Regions from separate parts of the Pan troglodytes genome. Here regions 2 and 3 are each linked to region 1. The links are chromatin contacts, called in public HiChIP or PLAC-seq maps. All regions are on one chromosome and are shown on one strand. Each heading gives the region's core, a stretch centred on a gene start, on an enhancer-like site or on the middle of the called end of the contact. The rest is flanking DNA. Distances are from core to core; before and after follow the strand shown.

What was found. HiChIP or PLAC-seq counts read pairs in DNA pulled down with a chosen protein or histone mark.
Region 2: a contact with region 1 is called in an H3K4me3 HiChIP or PLAC-seq map of stem cell-derived excitatory neurons, with 6 times the contacts expected there. The contact joins the promoter of KHSRP here to the promoter of TRIP10 in region 1. A contact is called at or near these places in 1 of 7 Hi-C or Micro-C datasets (stem cell-derived neural progenitor cells) and 1 of 1 datasets of contacts at active chromatin or transcription factors (stem cell-derived excitatory neurons).
Region 3: a contact with region 1 is called in an H3K4me3 HiChIP or PLAC-seq map of stem cell-derived excitatory neurons, with 5 times the contacts expected there. The contact joins the promoter of CLPP here to the promoter of TRIP10 in region 1. A contact is called at or near these places in 1 of 7 Hi-C or Micro-C datasets (stem cell-derived neural progenitor cells) and 1 of 1 datasets of contacts at active chromatin or transcription factors (stem cell-derived excitatory neurons).

What each region holds. Positions count from the first base shown.
Region 1 is chr20:9,104,995-9,108,586 of NHGRI_mPanTro3-v2.0_pri, reverse strand. TRIP10 (thyroid hormone receptor interactor 10) reads right to left here and starts at 1,306. Exons shown (of 14, transcript XM_063801082.1): 1 at 1,207-1,306. The coding sequence starts at 1,230. GPR108 (G protein-coupled receptor 108) reads left to right here and starts at 3,375. Exons shown (of 17, transcript XM_054673265.2): 1 at 3,375-3,535. The coding sequence starts at 3,416.
Region 2 is chr20:8,785,561-8,789,096 of NHGRI_mPanTro3-v2.0_pri, reverse strand. It overlaps KHSRP (KH-type splicing regulatory protein), which reads left to right and starts at 2,240. Exons shown (of 19, transcript XM_024351124.3): 1 at 2,240-2,613. The coding sequence starts at 2,365. It overlaps SLC25A41 (solute carrier family 25 member 41), which reads left to right. Exons shown (of 7, transcript XM_009434473.2): 7 at 508-1,033. The coding sequence ends at 680.
Region 3 is chr20:8,722,043-8,725,540 of NHGRI_mPanTro3-v2.0_pri, reverse strand. It overlaps CLPP (caseinolytic mitochondrial matrix peptidase proteolytic subunit), which reads right to left and starts at 2,149. Exons shown (of 6, transcript XM_512312.5): 1 at 1,827-2,149; 2 at 1,658-1,729; 3 at 1,056-1,152. The coding sequence starts at 2,024.

The DNA of each region.
Region 1 (3,592 bases), core at 57-2,556:
GGGGAGGAGGGGAGAGGGGCCGGGGTCACGATTTTGGGACCCCACAGCCCGCCGACCAGACTCCCAGGGAGGGCCAAGGCTCTGCGCTCCTAGAAGGAGTGGCTTCCCGGCGCCGCCCCGGCGTGGCGCGGGGGGAGGCAGGAAACTGGCGGGAACCCCCTCCCCTTCCCGGGAAGGGCCGGAGAACAGCGCCCAGGCCCCAGCCACCCCGGCCGGGAGATGGAGGTCTCCGTCATAGGACCTCCAAGAGGGGCGTGGAAGGGGACAGGGCCACTCCCCCAGCTCGGGCTCCCCTAATCCCCCCGGATTCCGGAAAATCCGGCCGGCCCGGCGTGAGTCAAGGCCAGAGGGGCAGGGTTCCTGGCAGATTGGGGGCCCCTGAGTGGCCAGGGGGCAGGCACCAGGTTCCCTGAATCTCCCTGCTTCCAGGGATCCCCCGATGGGTGACTCAATTTACCCCACTGACCCCACTACACATCCAAAAGAAATCGCAGAATTGGAGGAGGGGGTGGCAGTCTGGTTACCCCCGCTGCACTAAGAACTCAGGGATTCCACCGCCCCCAGGAAGGGGAGGGGTCAGAGGTCCGGCTAGGATAGGGGGAAATTTCTGGGGCTTCCAGGGCTGAGGTTATAGGCGACCAGGGGGCGGTCCCGCCCTGGGCCTGGGGTGAGCAGGGGGAAGCCAGGGAGGGGGATCAGGCCGAGCTTAGCATCCCCCTTCCCCTCCATGAGCGTCCCCAGCCCCTAGGTGTTGATTAAAGGCGAGGGAAAGGGCGGTCAGGACTTCTAGGTCCCACGTGGGTGGGGATGAGGGTGACCAGAGGGTCCCCTCCCCCCTCCTAGCCGGACAGGCGGACGACGGGCAGGGACCCAGGGGCCGTAAGATAAGCCGCCTGCCCGGCCAGGGCGCCCAAAATAGGTGACCTCTCTCAGCCGCCCCGGCCTGGCCCCAGGATTCCTCCTGCCCGCCTCATTCTCAACCCTGTGCCTCAGTTTCCCCACTCCGGTCCGGCAAAGTCGCCCTTCGCCCCTGAGCGTGCTGAGACTCCCAGATAAACTTCGAGAGAGAGCGGAGGGTGGAGGGCGGGGACCCAAGGGTCGGTGGAAGGGAAAGGCGCGGAGCCCCCTCTAAGATACATTGGGGACAAAAGGGGGGTGCCTGGACCCCAGCAAAGGGGAACTTAGAGGCGGGCCGATTGGACTTACCCACAGCTCAGTGCCCCAATCCATGCTGCTCCCGCCGCCGCCGCCGCCGCCGCAGCCACCACCGCACCCGGTCCCCGCCGCCCGCCGCCCGCCGCCCTCCGCCCTCCCCGGGGAGACTCAGCCGAGGGCGGTGCGCCTGGCCCCGCCCCGCCCCGCCCGGCCCCGCCCACCCCAGACTCTTCCACGCCCCCCTGCACGCTCTGCCACGCCCCCACCCGCGCGGAGCCCAAGCCCTGCGATTCGGGGGCGGGGCCCAACGGACGCTCCGCCCCCTTTTAAACCAACGTTGCCACTCGACGCCGCTGGACCGACCCCTTAAAGAACCCCCACCCATTTTTTCCAAATCCCCGGGGTCCCTCTCGTCCTCTCATCTTCCTTCCCCGCTCCAAACGGTTCTTCCTATCTCCTTTTCCCCTTTCCCCGCAATTATTCCTTAAAGGGCCAAGACACTAAAACCCCAAACTCAAGAAGTCCTTCCTCAACCCCATTGCAGGGGCAACCTGAGGTCACCCCGTTCTTGCGAGCCGGCCCGGCTCCAGGCGTCTAGGTTCGTCCCACTAATGGTCTGGTCCCTCCGGCCACAGGGCGGATGAGAGGGCTTCGATCCAACCCAGGACGCGCCTTCGCCAAGGCCGGGTCCATTAACTCCCGCACCGCATCCTGCCTTCCCTCCCCCAGAGTCTCCGCTGGGAAACTGAGGACAGGCCGTCCTTGGGGCGCCAGGCCCAGGCCCTTCCCCAGCTGCCTTCCAGTTCGCGCCTGCATCTGCCCATTTTCCAGTTTAACCTGGTTTCATTCTCAGTACTGCCCCTGAGATTCCGATTCCGCCACTCCCCCAGACATCTGGGCCATCTGGGCCCTGGAGAAGGGAAGTCTGTCACCTCTCCCATAAAAGTCTGTTCACACCTTGTAAATCCCTTTGAGGTGCTGGAATGAAAGAGGAGAGGAGGCACTGGGGATTCCCACTCCCATTCTCTCCGGGCTTTGGCGCTTTCTCTGCAGCCTCAGACAAGGCTGGGCGTCTTGCAGGGGGGCCCTTGGGTATACGTTCCCCTTACACAGAGCACCCAGGCTCCCAGAACAGAGAGATACGGCTGAGCCCAGGAGGAGAGCCTTGGGAGCCCACACTGGGACTGATGTCTCTGCTGAGACCTGGCCCCACCTGCTGGTGGCTTCTGAGCTAGAAAATGTCTGATTGCAGTTGGGCAATTGAACCCAGTGAGTTCTGTGGCTAGTCTCAAATGGGGGCTCAGCCTAGCAAAGTTCTGAGTTCACCTCTGCTCAGAGACTCAAACTGGAATTGGGGTTCAGTCCAGGTCAGCACCACCGTGGGGATAGGGGATAGAGGCCAGAGGCTTAACCAGAAGGATTAGCAACCCGGTAAGGGGTCAGGTCCAATCTGGAGTCAGGGCTAGTCCAGATCGGTGGCCTAAACCAGAGATTAAGCCTCAGTGTGTGGTGTGGGGGACGAGGGGGTGTCAGAGTTTCAGGCTGAAGTTAGGACTCAACTTGCAGAGAGGGAGTTCACCTGGGGTCAGAGTTCAGCCCGGAGTCCAGTCTAGCCTGGAATCTGGGGGTGTGGCTCCAATTGCCTCACTCTGGAATAAAAGGCTTAGCCTAAGGCTGGGGTCTCAGCCTGGGGTCTTAGGTCATCCTAGGGTCAAACTTTAACCTGAGGCCAGCTTTAGGCCTCTCTGTGGACCAGGAAGATTAGGAAAACAGGTCAGGCCTGAACAGATGCGTGTGTTTACCAAAAGCCTCAGCTCTGGCTGGTAGCCACATCCCTGGGGCAAGAAGAGGAAGTCCGTCCTTGGGGATACTGGGAAAGGTAGTTTATTTAATGCTTTGTGGCCCTTGTCTGCTCCCGCTGCATTCTGGGTAATGTAGTCCCTGACCGTTAAGAGTGGGTGGAGAAATTCCGCTTCAAGGTCCATGACAATTGGTTAGATAAACTGCTCATTAAATCACATCCGGACAATCTTTATAGCGATTGGTGACAGTGAGCTGGGGGTTAAGCGTTATCGGCTCTCCCATTCGGAACCGATGCTGTCCGTCGGTGACGCAAGGAGGCGGGCTTGCGGAGAGGCAATTGCTGATTGGTTGGCGGACTGGAAACTCCGAAAGGCCGGGCCCCGCCGTGCGGCGATTGGCTCATCGGTGGGCGGGCTTGGGCGCCAGAGGCGGAGTCGGGGAGGAGGTGGCTCCAGAGATGGCAGTGAGCGAGAGGAGGGGGCTCGGCCGCGGGAGCCCCGCGGAGTGGGGGCAGCGGCTACTTCTGGTGCTGCTGTTGGGTGGCTGCTCCGGGCGCATCCACCGGCTGGCGCTGACGGTGAGGCCCGCCGCGCGAGGGTCTGGGGTCGGGGGCGCAACTTTGTCTCGAAGAAGC
Region 2 (3,536 bases), core at 991-3,490, 320 kb after region 1:
TTCCCCGCCCCACCCTGGCTGTCTCAATTTTCTCATACCCCAAAACTGAGTCCGGCACCCTCTGTGTCTGATCCCAGCCCACTTTTGATAACTTTCGAGACTGCGTCTCAAAAATATATACATATAAATTAGCCAGGCATGGTAGTATGGACCTGTGGTCCCAGCTACTTGGGAGGCTGAGGCTGGAGGATCCCTTGAGCTCTGGAGGTCGAGGCTGCAGTGAGCTATGATCGTGCCTCCGCACTCCAGCCTGCGCAACAGAGAGAGACCCTATCTCCACTCCCACCCCTCAAGAAAATTTCCTAAAATTAATCCTGATAACTCCTACTCAGAAACTCCCCCACTCCTCCTCAAACTGACCAATTTCCTCTAAGACTCTTCAAAACTCTTTTCCTACTGACCCCTGGGGCCCCTACCCGTGGCTTCAGCACCTGTCCGCAACATTCCAGACTCCTAGGAGGCCCAGTCATCTCTGGCCTAGTCCTGATCTTGCCTGTGTCCCTGCAGATACCGTGGAGGGCTCAAATCCCACCATGCGCGGAGTCCTCCAGCGGATCCTGGCCCAGCAGGGCTGGCTAGGGCTGTACCGAGGCATGACCCCCACGCTACTGAAGGTCTTACCAGCAGGTGGCATCAGCTATGTGGTGTACGAAGCCATGAAGAAAACCCTGGGCATATAGGCTGTGAGCTGGACGACACAGCCTAGGCAGAAATGGGACAGGAGGACCTGATGACCCCTGGCCCCAAAGAGCCCTCGAGGCCTCAAGGTTCAGGCCCTGGGGCAGTTTTTGGTGGCAAAAGCAGGCTGGGGGTGGGGGTGGGGCTCTGGGTCAGAAGATTCCTGAAGCTGGGGTTGGTGGTGGGCGGAGGGGGGGCAGTGCTGGGTCAGAAGACTCCTGGGACTCCCTCCCCAGGGTGCAGCCTGAGACAAGAAACGTGGACTCCAGTCTGGCCCCTTGTAGGTCGTCCTGGCTCCAGGGCGAAATGGTGAACATGTCACACAACAAGGAATAAAGAGATGGTTTTTGCTGAACGTGTCTGGATACTTGGGCCTAGGAGTGGAACTGGGTGCATGAGATCCCTGGACCCAGTAGGGGAGCTGGGGACCTTGGGCCTCTGGGTCCTGAATGGGAATTTGTGTCCAGGAGAGGAAGTGAGGACCTAGGATAGGAGCTTGAGGCTTGGATCCCAGGGCCTTAGGCGAAGGGAGTGAGGGGTGTCAAGTGAGGGGTGTGATCGAGGCTATGATCCCTCGATCCCGGTTGTTGGAACGGTTCTGGACTCGTGAGTGGGGCTGGTTCCTTGAGTCCTGCAAGAGAACTGGACGCTCTAGATGGGGGGTCGAGAGAGAAGGCCCGGGGGATCCCGAGTTTCCTGCTTTCCGGCCTCCCCACCTCCGGAAGCGCTCGATCTCTAAGTCTTCAAGCGGGCCACGTGCCGGGCATACCCAACCAGGCTGCCGGTGAGCTAACCCAGACATCAGGCCTGAGTTCGGGCAGCCGATTGCCACCGCCCACGTCGGCTGCCATTCACTACAGTTCCCGCTAATCCCCTCGCTGTCTGGTGGCCGACTCCGCCCCAATGCAGCGGCGCTTCCACTGGCTCCCACCAAAACTGGGCGCTTTGATTTCCTTCATTCCCATTTGTCCAGACCAGTGTCAGTCACCGAACACCCACCCATGTCGCTCAGCCATTGGCTTAGAAGTCAGGGATAGAAAAGGATTCTGGTTAACAAGGGAAGCAATTAAAGTCCAAAGCCAACCTCATCACCCAGAACTCGTCAGGGATTGGATTAATTGACTGCCCATCTTTACAAGCACCACCTCTTACGTGCATTCATTGGCTTGTGTCCACGACGATCAAACCTAACGCCCACCCAGCCGGTCCATAGGAGTCTTCCACTAGGCCCGGCCTTACAGTCCACGTGACTCTTCAGAACCGTCAATCTAATTCTGAAGCCGCCCCGCGAATCTGGCACTCGCGTTTCATTGGGCCTCCTGCCTTCTCAGATCTCCTTCATTTGCCCGCCCAGACGGGAAGCTCGCAGCTATTGCCTCTGAGAGCTGTCAGTCACTCTGAGCCTCCCGCCCACTGCCCCTCATTGCACTCCGATTGGCCACCTCCTACAGAGCTCGCGATTGGTGTCCGGGGTGCGGCGGCTGCCTCCCATTGGCCCGCCGGAGTCGTCCGTCACGTCGGCGGCGGGAGGGGCGACTCCCTCCCCCCTCGTCGTCCTCCCAGCGGCTGGGTTCCCAGAGTGCTCCGCGGCCGTGTGGAGCGAGGCCTTGTTCCCGCGTTGAGCCGCCGCCGCCGCCGCCGCCTCCTCAGCTTCAGCCTCCGCGCCAGGCCCGGCCCCGCCGCGCCATGTCGGACTACAGCACGGGAGGACCCCCGCCCGGGCCACCGCCGCCCGCCGGCGGGGGCGGGGGAGCCGGAGGCGCCGGGGGAGGCCCTCCGCCGGGCCCGCCAGGCGCGGGGGACCGGGGCGGCGGCGGTCCCGGCGGCGGCGGCCCGGGCGGGGGGTCGGCCGGGGGCCCCTCTCAGCCACCCGGCGGAGGCGGCCCGGGAATCCGCAAGGACGCCTTCGCCGACGCCGTGCAGCGGGCCCGCCAGGTGAGGAGGCCGAGGGCCTGAGGGGCGCGCTCGCGCGCGCGCGCAGGCGGGGGAGGGGGCGGGGGTCACGTGCGCGCGCGCGCGCAGGGTCGCGGAGGGGGGCCGGGGCCGTCGCGGGGTCACGTGGGCGGTAGGCGGGGGCCTGGCCCTCCCGCTGCGCCTCGAGTGGGATCCCAGCGGGTGACCCCCCTGCAGGGGGTAGGGGCGCACCGGGGGTCACCAGGAGCGGCGCCTGGGTGTGCAGGCGCCCCGGAGCTCGGAGACGCACTTTTGGGACCCCCTTAGCCCCCCGCCTTAGGACATTCCTGGAGGCAGGGGTCCACCTTCCCGGGCGGAGGGCCTTTACTCTCTTCTCCGTATCAGGGCAAAGGGCAGTGTTTGCCCCCAACCCCGTCCCATTTCTGTCCCCTCTCTAGGAGAAAGGGACATTGTGGGGGTGGGAGAGACAGTCCTTCCTCTTCAGTCGGGAAAGTGGATGGGGACCTGTCCAGGGCTGAGCACTTGGGCGAAATGGGGAAGACGAGCGTGGGGACTGGCTCTTGGATGCTTTGGTGGCTTGAAAGCGTGGTCTGTCTCTTTGGGGGAAAGAAGGGAGGGTCTCCCACCACCGTGTATTGAGGCGTAATGACAAGGAAGTGTCACATGCTGCTAGGACTGACCTCTCCAGCTCCATTTGCAGCCTCCCCATTGCCTGGAGGGGTGGGGGTCGGTAGAATGGGAGGATTTTGTCGCCGACCGGCTCCTGGGCTGTCCCAATGCCTCCGGGGCTAGAGGCTGGCTCCTCCCAAGGTGGGAGGTCCCGTTAAGTGAACGCCGGTATTCTGGCCCTCTGTCGTCTCTCTCACCCTTGGAGTTGGGTGGGTTCTAGCGTGCATTTGGTCTTATTGCCCATGGAACCGTCTTGATTCTGGGGCAGCTTGAAG
Region 3 (3,498 bases), core at 900-3,399, 380 kb after region 1:
GGGTTCACAAACACAAATGCTTCCAGGGGTTGGGAGGTGACAAAAACAGGTGACACGGACCAGGTGCAGGCAAAAGGCAGAGCGCTTGCTTTACAATCAGCTGACTCTTGCCGCATGTGCCAGTGGACCATGGGATCAGATCTACTAAATTTCCAAGAGAAGCTAGAAATCAGGCCAGGCATGGTGGCTCATGCCTGTAATCCCAGCACTTTGGGAGGCTGAGGCGGGTGGATCACTTGAGGTCAGGAGTTCAAGACCAGCCTGACTAACAAGGTGAAACATCATCTCTACTAAATACAAAAAATTAGACAGGCATGGTGGCACATGCCTGTAATCCCCAGTTACTTGGGAGGCTGAAGCTGGAGAATCGATTGAACCCAGGAGGCAGAAGTTGCAGTGAGCTGAGATTGCAACACTGCACTCCAGCCTGGGTGACAGAACGAAACTCCGTCTCAATTAAAAAAAAAAAAAAAGCCTCCATCATAAGTGCTCAATCAAAATTGACTACTTTTTTTGGGGAGGGGGAAAAAATCTACCAATTATTATTATTTTTGAGATGGTCTCACTACAGCCTCGACCTCCTGGGCTCAAGTGATCCTTCTCCCTCAGCCTTCCGAGTTGCTGGGACTACAGGCACACGCCACATTGCCCGGCTAATCTTTGTACTTTTTTTATAGAGATGGGGTCTCACTACGTTACCCAGGCTGGTCTTGAACTCCTGAGCCCAAGCAATCCGCCCGCCTCAGCCTCCCAAAGTGTTGGGATTACCGGTGTGAGCCACTGTGCCTGGCCTAAAATCTACCAATTTTTAAATGTCAGCCGGGTCAGGTTGGCAGAACAGTATGTGCAGGATCAAAGAGGCCACATCCTGACTTGTGAACCGAGGCTCAAAAGCCAGCAACAGGCACCTTTTGGTGGTTTAAAGCCACTTCTGGAACTCTGACGCTCTGCACCCTTTCTCAGAGAGAGAACATCCCTGACCCGGGATTCTGGTCCCCTGAGTCACCCGTGTGCCCTGACGAGTGCCCCTGGCACCCAGGAAAGACCCTGCTCACCAGGGCTGTTGATGTACATGTGGATGGGCTTCTTGTTGCTCTCGGATTGCAGGAAGAGGAGCTGTGCGATAACAAGGCTGGCAACGCTGTCATCGATCTGCAGGTGGAGAGGGCAGGGGTGTCCCCAGATTCGGGGTAGGGAGAGAGTTTTAAGGGAGGCTGGGGATGGGTCAGGAAACCAGGAAGGGGGACCAGAGCCCAAAGTAAAAGGGATGGGGAAGAATTTAGGCCCCAGAAGGGGATGGGGAGAGAGTAGTGGAGAGGACCCAGGGAGTTTGGAGCACAGGAAGGGGGTAGTCAGGGGGCTAGGGACACAGGAAAGGAAGGGGTGAGAATGGCTGGGGAGAGTCTTGAGCGTAGGAATGAGGGGAGCGGTGCCAGGTGTCAGGAAGGCAGTCGGAGATTAAGAGCCGAGGAGCAGAGAAGGGGTGAGGAGCGGGTGGGGGGACCGGGAGCCAGGAGGGGAGTCAGAAGGGGAGGGAAGGGGGTTAGAAGGGGAGCGGAGCCTGAGGGAAAGTCTGGGGCCAGGGAAGGAGGGGCGCAGGGAGTGTCGGCAGGCGCTTGGGAGAGTCCTGGGGAGGGTCCCGGCGCGGGGCGCTCACCGGGCCCATGACGCACACGATGCGCTCCCGCAGCAGCCGCGAGTAGATGTCATAGGCGCGCTCGCCGCGACCCTGGGGGTAGAAAGATGGAGATGAGGGGTCGGGGGCAGCCAGCCGATCCCCACCCAGCCCAGAGCCCCCGAACCGTGTCCCCGCCCGGCCGCCGTACCGTCTGCTCCACCACGATGGGAATGAGCGGGAGAGCCCGGGCCGCCGTCGCGTGCAGGCACCGCTGCAGGGCCAGGCCGTTCTGGGGTGTCCGCTGCGGCGGCCGCGGCGCTGGAAAGTGAGCGGCGAGGCGAGGCCCCAGCGCGGGGTACCTGCATGACGCCACCCGGGCCCCCCCCACCAATATTCCGGGCCACATCCCTCCGCACGCCCCGGTAGGCTTCCGTCCGATGGCTGAACTACAGCTTCCGGCGTGCTTTGCGCCTGGGAGCTCGCTCGCTAGGCCGCCCACTTCCGGGAGTCTGGGCGGGCGCCATTAAGGGTGGGGCGGGGATAGGGGCGGAGCCTGAAAGGGAGGAGCCAGTGAAGTAAATTGAGTGGGCAGGGCTGGAGAAGTTTTAGAGTCTCCAGTTCGAGTCCCCTTACCGACCAATTCGTCTTCTTTTTTTTTTTTTGAGACGGAGTCTTGCTCTGTCACCCAGGCTGGAGTGCGGTGGCACGATGTTGGGTCACTGCAACCTCTGCCTTCTGGGTTCAAGCCATTCTCCTGGCTCAGCTGCCCCAGTAGCTGGGATTACAGATGCACACCACTGCACCCGGTTAATTTTGTTATTTTTAGTAGAGATGGGGTTTCACCTTGGCCAGGCTGGTCTTGAACTCCTGACCTCGTGATCTTCCCACCTCAGCCTCCCAAAGTACTGGGATTACAGGCGTGAGCCACCGTGCCCGACCTCGTCTTTGTTTTCTACTGTTTCTGCTTTATTTTATTTATTTTTTATTTTTTTGAGACAGAATCTCACTCTGTGGCCCAGGCTGGAGTGCAGTGGCGCCATCCTAGCTCAATGCGGCCTCAAATTTCTGGGCCCAAGCGACCCTCCCTCCCACCTTGCTCTCCAGAGTAGCTGGGACTACAATTGTGCGCTACCACATCTGGCAAACATATATATATATATTGTAGAGATGGGGTCTTACTATGTCGCCCAGGCTGGTCTCAAACTCCTGGCCTCAAGTGATCCTCCCACCTTGGCCTCCCAAAGTGCTGGGACTACAGGCATGAGCCACCACACCCCACTTATTCCTTATTTTAAAAATAGCTGCAGGGCCGGGCACAGTGGCTCACGCCTGTAATCCTAGCACTTTGGGAGGCTGAGGCGGGCGGATCACGAGGTCAGGAGATCGAAACCATCCTGGCTAACACGGTGAAACCGCGTCTCTACTAAAAATACAAAAAATTCGCCGGGCGAGGTGACGGGCACCTGTAGTCCCAGCTACTCAGGAGACTGAGGCAGGAGAATGGTGTGAACCTGGGAGGTGGAGCTTGCAGTGAGCTGAGATGGCGCCTCTGCACTCCAGCCTGGGCGACAGAGCCAGACACCGTCTCAAAAAAAAAAAAAAAAAAAAAGCTGCAGTGTTCCCGCAGCTCATCTTGGAAGAGGGGTCCCAGAGAGGACTTAGCCTGGGTCTTGGCCTTGAAGAGCTTCCAGCCTGGTGTGGCCGACTTCTACTGAGACCTCCTCATTCATTTTTTGGCCACCTGTGGAGTAGAGTGTGGGAGCCCAGAGAAGGGTGTTGTGGATTCTGCCTGGAGATCAGACCGGAAAGCATTCCTAGGAGAAGCAGGTATTGGAATTGGGCTTTGCAGGATAAGTAGCAGTTTGTTAGCTGGGGAAAGG